Linked DNA regions of Muntiacus reevesi: region 2 is linked to region 1. A link is a contact called in public Hi-C data. All regions are on one chromosome and are shown on one strand. The core of a region is the stretch at or near the end of the contact, and the rest is flanking DNA. Distances in the headings are between cores, read along the strand shown. Region 1 holds the start of CCNT2 (cyclin T2). Region 2 holds the start of UBXN4 (UBX domain protein 4).

The links. Hi-C and Micro-C count contacts between places; a contact is called where the count stands out from the background.
Region 2: a contact with region 1 is called in a Hi-C map of blood, with 2.7 times the contacts expected there. The contact joins the promoter of UBXN4 here to the promoter of CCNT2 in region 1. A contact is called at or near these places in 2 of 3 Hi-C or Micro-C datasets (blood and muscle).

What each region holds. Positions count from the first base shown.
Region 1 is chr3:210,256,931-210,262,314 of mMunRee1.1, reverse strand. CCNT2 (cyclin T2) reads right to left here and starts at 3,805. Exons shown (of 11, transcript XM_065931424.1): 1 at 1-3,805. ACMSD (aminocarboxymuconate semialdehyde decarboxylase) reads right to left here. Exons shown (of 10, transcript XM_065931438.1): 10 at 3,830-4,204.
Region 2 is chr3:210,925,550-210,931,224 of mMunRee1.1, reverse strand. UBXN4 (UBX domain protein 4) reads right to left here and starts at 3,493. Exons shown (of 13, transcript XM_065931459.1): 1 at 3,288-3,493. The coding sequence starts at 3,369.

The DNA.
Region 1 (5,384 bases), core at 2,556-5,055:
CCTTTGGTAACCATAGTTTGTTTTCTATGTCTGTGACTTTCTTTCTGTTTTGTAAATTCATCTGTATCATTCTTTTAGATGAATATAGGTGTAAGTTTTCTGGTTGGGTAATAAATATTAGGTTGAATGAGAACTGGCTTCCTTTTTAGGGGAGATAGAAAATTTGGAGAAGGGTCCAGTCCAAGGAAGAGAAATACTTGGGTGTCCTATGAAGAGTTGTTCTTTGGAATCTGATGGTGGTGGGATTTTTCCCCCCCATGGGTATGTTTTGGAGAAGTACATATGCTAGATAACATGGGAGAGAAAAGCCTAAAAGGGGGATTTTCTTGAGAGACTTTTGAGATTTTGGGTGTGATAAGTGCCGTTTTAGGGCCAGAAGGGTCTTTTCAAATTTCAACTAGTTATATCCTAATTAAAAACCTCACAGCCTTTTGATAGATAAAGTTCCTCAAACCAACATATGGCCCCATGTGATCTTGTCTCTTTGTACCAAGAATGTCTTGCTTTCTCACCTCTAGCCCCGGTGGTATCCTTTCCTGCTGTGTTCCCTCCTGCCATAAGGCTTTCATCTGTGCTCTTCCCTCTGTGCTCCTCCCTTCTTTGCCTCTTTACCTTTTAGCTCTTGTCTGCTCTTCAGAACCCAGCTGAAGCAACAGTTCTCAAAATCTTCTCCCCAACTCTAATGGGCTCATGTCCCATTATTTTAAGCTCTCTATACACTATGTGTGTCTCCTTCTTAGCTCTTGTCACAGTAGCAGTTTTACATTAATTTGTTACTTGTTTGATACCTGTCTCCCTAACTAGATTATAAGCGCAGTTAAGGGCAGGAACCATGTTTGTTTTTACTTAACATTATCCCAGCACCTAGTGTACGTACTGGACCCTCAGTAAATACTGTTGAATGCATATGAATTAGTGCATAAGTGAATTAAGTCATGTTTCTGCTCTCAAGGAAGTCCCAGTCTAGTGGGAAGATAGTAATTGCAATTCAAATTGAGAAGTGTCTGCTCTTAGCAATATCAGTACAACTTTTAAAAGGGGAAGATACTGATTAATGAAATCTCAAAGCCTAGAAACCATCATTCTAGGTCCTGAGGAATTTTAAAGAGAGCTAGAGAAAGAGCAATGCTATTAGATACATACTTGGAAAATTCTCTGGCCGTAGGGTGAAAGATGGATTATGCCAGACTAAGCCAAGAAGCAGGAATATACATAAGAGATAATGTCAATAATCTTGATGAGAGTTGAGGACCCAAATCTAGTTGGAAGCATTAGGGAAGACAGAATAGATAAGAAGTGAAAGATATAAAAATGGCAGAATCTACTGGACTTAATGTCAGGTTTGATATGGGTGAAGGAGAAAATTTAAGTGACTGGGTGATGCTATTGATCAGAATTGGGACTATAGGAAGTGGAACTATTTTGAGATACAGGGATTGAGTTATATTGAGAGCATATGATTCTGCCCCCAAGTACCAAGTACCAATGTGTTGAAAAGATTTTTTAAAAACTTTAGTTTTGGCTGCACTGGGCCTTTGTTGTTGTGTGTGGGCTTTCTCTAGTTGTGGCAAGCGGGAGCTCCTCTTTACTGCAGTGCATGGGCTTCTCATTGCGGTGACTTCTCTTGTTGTGGAGCACAAGCTCTAAGGTGCAAGGGCTTCAGTAGTTGTGACTCATGGGCTTAGGTGCTCTGAAGCATTGAGATCTTTCCGGACTAGGGATCCAATGTGTGTCCCTACACTGCAAGACAGATTCTTAGCCCCTGGACCAGTAAAGAAGCCCAGTACCATAGTGTTTTATATTTTTTCTTTTTTAATGCCTAAAGCTATTAGGCCTTCTTGAAACATTGTCTCCCCCTTACTTCTGACTACATTTTTTCTGGTTTTCTTTCTACCTCACTGGACACTACTTAGTTTCCAGTGCTGGTGAATCCTAGTAATTAGTCTCGGGTTCTTTTGGTTCTCTGCTTTACTTTTTCTGGTAGTGATTTCATCCAGTCTTATTTCTTTAAATACGTTGTATACACTGATGGCCTCTTCCCAACTTCCCTCTTTAACTCCCCAAAACGGTGTACCTAACTGCTTATGGACATTCCTACTTAAATGTCTAAGACACATCTGAAATATACTAAGTCCGACAGCAGAGCTATTGATTCTCTTTCTTCCCAAACCTGTTTTTGTCAGTCTTCCTCACAATGGTAAAATAAATCAACCCAGGTGCTCAAGTGAAAAAAACTAGGAGTCAAGGCATCTGTCTAAAGTATGGATGAGTTTAATAGCCTTAGCTACATTTCAGAGGCTAAATGTCCCCAGAATTATTGCACAGAAAGGACATCATTAGAAAGCCCTTCTTTATATTCAGATTAAAGAGGAAGTTTCTCATCTTTTCTAGTGTCTGCATAGTCTTGCTTTATCTTGGAGTTAAATCTTTGATCAAATCTATGTTGGAGTTACCCTTATGTGTAATATGACAAATGAACCTAATTTTATTGTAGCATTATTTGTAATTGCAAAATATTGGAAATTACATATAATGTCCAAATGTAAGAGACTGAACAAACTGTGGTGCACACACACAGACACCTGGGAATCAGCCTTGATTTTTTTCCTTCCCATTTGCCCTTGTCCTCACACTTATCAAGTGCTGTTCTTCTCCCTACAACCCCATGTCACTGTTCCCGTTCTACTACTCTTGCCCAAGTCACCATCATTTCTTGACGCCTTAAAATGATTCTCTACAGAGCTGTTAATGTGTTTTTTTAAAAACAAAAGACAAAGCATGTCACAAACCTATTTTAAAGACTCCACTGGCTTCATAAAAAACTTAATATGAAAATCTAAACTCTAGACCACAGCTTACTTATCTGGCCAGCTTTTCAGCTTCATCCCTGTTTCTCCCTTCTCACAAGCTCTTCCCCAGCTCTTTTCTGCCTCAGAGCCTTTGGTGCTCTAGCCCTTCCCCGGAAAACTCTTCTCCATGGCCATTTCTTTCTGTTATTCAAGTCTTAGTTCAAAGTCCTCTTTAAACAGGTGTTCTTTGGCCCTACAACTTAATGTTTTATCTCCCATCCTTCCTCAAGTCATTCTATACATCTTCTTGTTTTAATTTCTGCATAATGATTATCAGTATAAGAAAAGTTTTCTCCCTCCCTTCTTCCCTTCTCTCCCTCTTCCTTCCCTCTTGCTCTCCATTTCTCCCTTCTTTGTCCTCCCTCCTTTATTTATTTATACTTTCTTACCCTCCAGGTTGTAGGTTTCATTAGAGAACAAATTTTATCCTTTTTGTTAACTTCTCTGTCCCCAGTATGTGGAACTGCCTTATAATCCTGGCATATCACATAAATACTCTCTGAATATGAATATACCCCAAATCTATTTAAACTATGTATTTATCTATATATCTGTTAAAATTACATTGAATGAGATGATCAGGTTACTTTTCATAATAAAACAGTCATCAAACACTATGTTCCGTTCAGTTCAGTTCAGTTGCTCAGTCATGTCCGACTCTCTGCGACCCCATAAATCGCAGCACGCCAGGCCTCCCTGTCCATCACCAACTCCCGGAGTTTACTCAAACTCATGTCCATTGAGTCGGTGATGCCATCCAGCCTTCTCATCCTCTGTCGTCCCCTTCTCCTCCTGCCCCCAATCCCTCCCAGCATCAGGGTCTTTTTCCAATGAGTCAACTCTTCGCATGAGGTGGCCAAAGTATTGGAGTTTCAGCTTCAGCATCAGTCCTTTCAGTGAACACCCAGGACTGATCTCCTTTAGGATGGACTGGTTGGATCTCCTTGCAGTCCAAGGGACTCAAGAGTCTTCTCCAAAGTAGAGAACCTACATGAACCCTCTAGGATGAATCTGTTATTTTTTTTCATATAAATCATTAATGGCATTTTGCTTTTATTTCTGCCATTAATTTAAAAGGCTGTGGGAAAATCATTTTTGATTTGTACATGAAATAATGTACTGCTTTTCAGAATAAAAACAGAATCATTTTTGTTATGAACAGTTTAGGGTATTTGGACATATTCTATTTCTGGATAAAAGTTCAAAAGAGGATTTCATTAATGCATATGTGATACGTATTTAAAAGCAAAAGCAAGATGTCTTCTTGAAATTTGCCTTTGTAGTAAATTCAGTCATTCAAATTGTTTCCTTTCAAGACCCAAAAATTCAAGGGCATTGCCAGCTTTGAGTTTATCCTGAAAAAGAAAAAGAAAGGTTATACTTTAAAGCATTATTTAATGGCTGTTTTAAAGTACTTACTAACTGTCTTCAGGTTTTTAAAAACTCAGTTCCCAAATGTGAGAAATTGGTACTGGAAATTTGTACCTTTTGACTGCCTTCACTAATCCCCCCTTTGTCCCTCTATTTGAAATCTAAGTTTGAAATTTGGTTGTAGGAGGAGAGGAGAAGACTTTTAACAGGGAATAACTCTCCTAGGAAAATGACTTCCTTGGTAACTTCTACAGGAGCCTCCAATGAATTTTAAGAGTTACTTGAAGTCAAATACAGAGAAAAGGTACAGCTTAGGTACCACTACCTTCTCCATATATGTATTGTCCTTTCACATGACCCTGAATAAATGGTAAGCTCTTTTGGAGCAAAAAGGTGATTTGGATAAAGAGTCTCAGAATATTGTACAGATATGTACTTGATAAATTTCACATGAGAAAAAGACTGCCAAGTTTTTTTCACCTTCTCCCCCACTATAGATTAGATCTACTTCACAGAAAAAGCTCCTGTGATTTGAGGGGTAACTTTGTGATACCCTAATTGATCTATGCCTAGCTTGTGAAGGACAGGCATGCAGCTGAGGGTGGAAGGAAACATGTATGGGGTTGTGTAACATCCATACCATTAGTGTGCATCTGTGTATCATGACCACGTCAGGGTTCTCACATAGGCTTGCAGAGTGGGTAATTTGAGGCAAGGACCTCTGACTTGGGATTCTTCCGTGATTCACCCTGGGTCATCCTCTAAAGGAAGACTTTAGAAATAATGGCTGGTGCTCTGAAAAACTATTTGCTTTCCTTTTTAAAATTTGAAGGTGATACATTTTGGTGTATTGGATAGAGACCTGATCCTGGAGTTAGGAAATTTGGAGTTGAGTTCATGTACGGTAATCCAGCAATTACCCTTTTGGCAAATCACTTAACACCTAAGTCTCGTTTTCCTCTTTTGCATCTACCTGGTGGAATGCATTTGCCTATTTCCCAGTGTTGTTGTGCTCATCAAATGAATTTATTTATTTCATTAAAATTTTTTTTAGTGAAATTTTACCTTCATGTGGCTCAAAATTCAAAAGATATGAAATGTACGTTTCCTTTTACTAGTACTGCCCAACCACTACTTTTTCTTCCCAGACTTACCAGTTTCTTA
Region 2 (5,675 bases), core at 2,244-4,743, 670 kb before region 1:
TTAAATCAATTTATGAACTATGCTATGGAGTTAGATGGGCCAAAGATTTCAGGAGAAAACATTACATTCTTGGTGGTATCAGCAGTATCCAAAAGTACAGTCACTTAAAAAGAGCAGTACAAACTCGGAAGCAGTTGCAGACTCTATAACCAGGAATTTCAACAGAGAAAAACTCAACTGGTCTAAACCCAAATGGCTTTTTAGTCTATTTTAACCAAACCAAATCAAACCAAATCAAACGGGGGAGGGGGGGCAGCATTACATAGTGTTGGTCAAGGAGATTTTAGCCAAATAGAACCATTAGTCGATGACCAGTGTTTAGTTGTCTAGTCAGTGACAAGACACCTCTGCTTCAGAATGCTTGTCAAATTATTGTACATTCCCAAGAAAAGAATCAAAACCTTTTTCAGTTTTATTTCTTGCAATTTACACACCTATAATACTTTGAAAATACTTGTTTGACTTAACTAGTAACCTCTCCAGTCTCTTAACATAAATCCTACATATTTAATTCATCCATGAAAATTTCACTAAAATATAAACAATCTGCCTAAAATGTTTCCCACTTGAGTGGCTATATGAACCAAAGTATACATTTATGACCACTCCTTCCAACTAAAAAGCTATCCTTTTAATTTTCCAGTGAGCTGGCACATTACTGTCAAGGTCTCATATCGAAGAAAATCATCAGTTCTGACTGTACTCTTCAAAGTCAAGAATAAAGGTCTAGGGACTTCGCTAGTGGTCCAGGGGCTAAGACTCCACGCTCCCAATCCAGGGGGCCCAGGTTCGATCCCTGGTCAGGGAACTAGATCCCACATGCGGCAACTAAAGAACCTGCATGCCACAACTAAATAAATACATTAAAAAAAGAATAAAGGTCTAAGAAAGCTGTAAGTGTTGCAATTTCACGACTCCACTGTCTACACACTCTATCTAGTCTTGGAGACTAACTTCCTAAAACTCTAGAAAAACTAACAGTACTTGAATGGGTCAAGCGATGTGGAAGCGACTTCTTCCACAGACTATTAGTCCTCCTGCAAACATTCAACAGTCACTGATATTCTAAAAACATATGTTACATGATACATGCTCATCAGAAAAACTTGAAAAATTGAAGAAGGTATATATTATATACAGACGCAAAGCCCCAAAGACCTATAACTTTATTTTTCTATTGTAATAATTAGCACTACTGTTTCGAAAAGGGTTTCTAAATGTTTGTTAATTAAACCTAGCATTTCTTTCAAATTAACAGGTTAGTCCAAGAGTGCCTTCAAGGAACCTTTGGACACTGATCAAATGTGCTTTCTGTTTAAAAATATGACTACTGGGACTTCCCTGGAAGGCCAGTGGTGAAAAGTTCCTCATGTCCTCTTCCAAGGCAGGAGGTGAGGGCTCCACCCCTGGTCACAAAACAGAAAGGTTGTAACAAACTCTTTAAAGACTTTAGATTTCCTGATTTCTACACCAATTTCAGTAACTACTTAAGGTCTGTTGTATAACTACCTAAGGTCTGTCTGTACAATGGTTGTTTTTTTCTCTGGAGAAACAAAAAAGACACTTTTTTGGAAGCTGATAAAAAAAAAAATCTGTCAAGAAAAGATATATATTCTTTTTGTGACACTGGTGTACGTCACTTAGCCGCTGTGGACCTAAGTTTCCTCATCGATAAAATGGGCATGATAAATAAACCCTGTTCTACGAACGTCCGGGATCAATTGAGAGTATATGTGAAAAACACAACTTAAAATGGTGTTACAACTATTACTGCACTCCTAATGAACATATTCAGTATCATCAGTTTTCCTTTCCCTTTTCTTAGGATTTTATTTATCTATGGCAGTAGCTCTCTAGTTGCAATGCATGTTTCTCATTGGGTGACTTCTCTAAGTGCCCAGCACCGGCTCTAGGCCGGGGCCGGCGGGGGGAGGGGGGAGGGCTTCAGTAGCTGCGGGGAGTGTGCTCAGTAGTTGTGGCCCACGGGCTTAATTGCTCCGTGGCACGTGGGATCTTCCACTATCAAGGACTGAACCTGCGTCTCCTGCATTTTCAGGCAGATTCTCTGCCACTGAGCCACTTGGGAAGCCCAAACGTTCCTTTTTAATCCACTTATTTTCTTACAGGTTTACAGCAGTTACTTATTATGTGAAATATAACTCTAAAAAAACAGCATAAAAGAATCTGAACTACTCCAGCTCTTCTAATTAACAGCAATGAGTTAAAATTTTACTATAATTTAAAACAACTTAAAATTTCAAATTTAATGTGAAACTCATATTTCAGCAACTTGCTCTTCACTACAGTGCATAAAGCTATAGAGTTATTACCGAGCCTTCCAAGCCATGTTAATAATGAACAAACCGTTATTAAACACAAATTGTTGAAATAATGCACCTCAAATTAACGGTAGTCGCAAATACTAATTAGGTTCAGGTAATGAGAATCAGCAAAACTTCACAGAGGCACAAGTTTACTGTAAATCTAGAAGACTGCAATAATAAAATACGGAGCAAAATAACCCAGAGCAACACAGAATAGATGAGTTAGTACACATTCTAAAACTGTATCTGTGATACTAGGAAGACAATAAAAAGAATCAATGCTTGTGTGTCTACTTCTAAACAAACGGTTAAAAAACAATCCACCTGCTACAAATTATTTCATATTAGTGTCTCCACTCCTATGGCATTCAAAAAAATCCAATTTATATAGACCTCAAAAGTTTACGTTTCAGGAACACACGAAAGCCAGTAACAGTGAACATCAGGTGGTTTCTCTTTGTTGATTACCGATGACACAGCTTTCTTCCTGAAAGTCCACAACTAATTACAAGCAAAACTGCCTGTCTACGGCCCGTCTCTCTCCTCACCTACACACTAAGTATACGGGAGTTAAAGTCCCTCCAAGTGGAGCCCTCCGTCGGGGGCGCCAGGAGGCGACGGTGGGGTCTGCGGGTGCCAACTCCGCAGGCGGCGCGGAGTCAGGCTCCACAGCGAGCAGGGCGGCCCTAGGGCCTGCTCGACCAGTCCCCTCGCCCCGCACAGGGGAGACGGCGGGGTTCAGCGCGTTTTGGGGGCGAGGCCCCGTGCCCTCTGCAGGGGGGCCGGGAAAAGCCAGCGGTGGGGGTCAGGCCAAGTGTACTCCAAACGGACGGGGAAGCGCTGAGACGCCAGGGACTGGCAGCCGGGCCTCCCGGCGCCCGGAGGAAAGGCTGGGGGCCCCTGGGGCTGGAGGTAGGCCGGAGGGGGTGTCCCTTCTACATCTCGGGCCCTCGCCTCCTTCACCTGCCACGAACACCACGAAGACGGCGCCGCTCCTCTTGGCCGACGCGATGGCGGCCGGAATGGCGCCCTGGAACCACAGCATCGCTGCCCTCGGGCCGAGGCGCTCGCTCGATGTGTTGTCGCCGCGGTCCCGGAGTTGGCCCCGCCCTCTCCGTCGCCTGGCTCCGCGGCCCCCGCAGCCCCAGCCGGCCCGCACCCCGCCTCCCGCTTTGCACAGGCGCTCAAGCCCGTCAGCGGCCCACTGGACGCGCGCAAGCGCGCAGGCGAGGCGCACCCCGCGACACGTGACGCCACACGTCGGCGTCAGCGCCGCGCCCCCGTGCCTTGTCTCGTTGGCAAGTCGGAGCGTGCGCGTGCCCGCGAGGCCGCAAGGCGCTGCAGTCCCGGAAATGGGAGGAGGCGTAGGGAAGAATGACTAATCGCTAAATCGCGTCGGTGGCGCCTTCCCGGTGCATGACGGGAATTGTAGTCTTGGCTTGGTCCCTTTAATTTTGTAGGACATGTTAATTGTGGTTTGCCGGGTACGGCTAAGGGGGCGATCGTGAGAGCCACTTCATAGTCTATAAAGAGGAGAAATGGTGCTACTCATCGGAAGATACTCTTTCTGGCATTTTCGAGACCTTAAATAAGGAGGAAATCATCCTCGCCCCGGATGGAACTCTGCCTAGTGCGACGATGTAATTCTCTATTATGATTAATGGCTGTTGTGTAATAGGATGGGTGTCTCTCGGTATGAAACTTAATGGGGTTTGTAGGGATTTACTACATCTATTGAACTTAATTTATCAGCTCGACCTTGAAGAAAAGAAATACAACAGTCACCTTCTGTAATACCATACAGCCCGTGTACCTGAGGGGAGTTTTTGGTTGAACGCAGACCTTGAGTAAGGTCGTTGGTTAGAGATCATTACAAACCTCAAAACACTTAGCTATGCTGTTGCCACAGCTGCTTTCAAAAGTTAAGTCAGGGCTTCCGGTGGAAGCCTCTGGGGAAGGGGCGGCAGGCGCCATGTTGGGTCCCGAAGGTGGCAAGAAGCCCCTGAAGCAGCCCAAGAAGCAAGCCGAGGAGATGGACAAGGAAGATAAGGCATTCAAGCAGAAGCAGAAGGAGAAGCAGAAGAAACTCGAGGAGCTAAAAGCAAAGGCCGTGGGAAAGGCCCCCTGACCACCGATGGAATTAAGAAATCTGGCAAAAAGTAAGCTGTTCCTTGTGCCTGAGGCAATGATAACCCTTAGTTCCATTCGTGTTTAAACACCTGGATTCCCTACCATAATATCTTTTGCCACCTATAGCTAGAATGAAGTGTTGTCTTGGAACGTATTGTACATTTAAGAATAAACTTTTGTAAAAAAAAAAAAAAAAGAAGCAGAGAATAGATAATTTCTTTTCCAGCTACTTTTCATGGTAATACAAAAGTGAATAAATAATTTTGTTTACCATGATATATGACAAAGTACTATTATCAAGATCTAGCACTTTGTGGTTGGTTGCCATTAAAATGAAAACTGACCCAAATTTAATGCTTTCATGAAATTACACGGTATCTAATAGCTATTGGCGAAAGATTTCTGTAGTTTATTTAAAGTTGCACAGGGTATTATATTGTACACCCTACATCACTTAATTTCTCCTCCAGCAGCACAGCCATTTGACAATATTTGCAGGATTAAGGAAGGGCTACATCTGAAAATACCCCTTTCCTACAAGTATTTAACCTAGAAATAACTAACAGATTGAATTGTGATTTTTATTTGCTTTTTTCCAATCAGGCCTCTTATGTGTTCTTATAAACTGAAACATAATGCTGATTACAGACAGTCACTATTTACAGAGGATATCATTCCTCAGGAAGAATTAGAGTTGGTTTCAACATCAACTTTAAATAGTTTCCTTAAAATTTGATCAACATATATACCCTTTCAGCAGAATAATGTCTTTATTTCTAATGTTAGAATTAAATATTAGAAGAATCATTCATAGCCTCTCACTCATTCATCAAATAGTTATTGCACATCTGCTATGAACTAGGCATTATACCTGGCCGTGATAAGGAGGTGAGGCAGTCAGACAAAGCTCCTGCCTCTGTGACTGCACAGCCTGAAAAGGAAGACAGGCATTGAGTAAGTGACTGTGATGATGAGTACCATAAGAGGGAAATTCTGAGTGCTTCAGAAATGTAATGATGTGACCAAACATGGATGTGAAAGTCGCTCAGTTGTGTCCAGCTCTATGCAGCCCCATGGACTGTATAGCCTGGAATTCTGCAGGCCAGAATACGGGAGTGGGTAGCCTTTCCCTTCTCCAGGGGATCTTCCCAACCCAGGATTTGAACCCAGGTCTCCCTCATTGCAGGCAGATTCTTTACCAGCTGAGCCACAAGGGAAGCC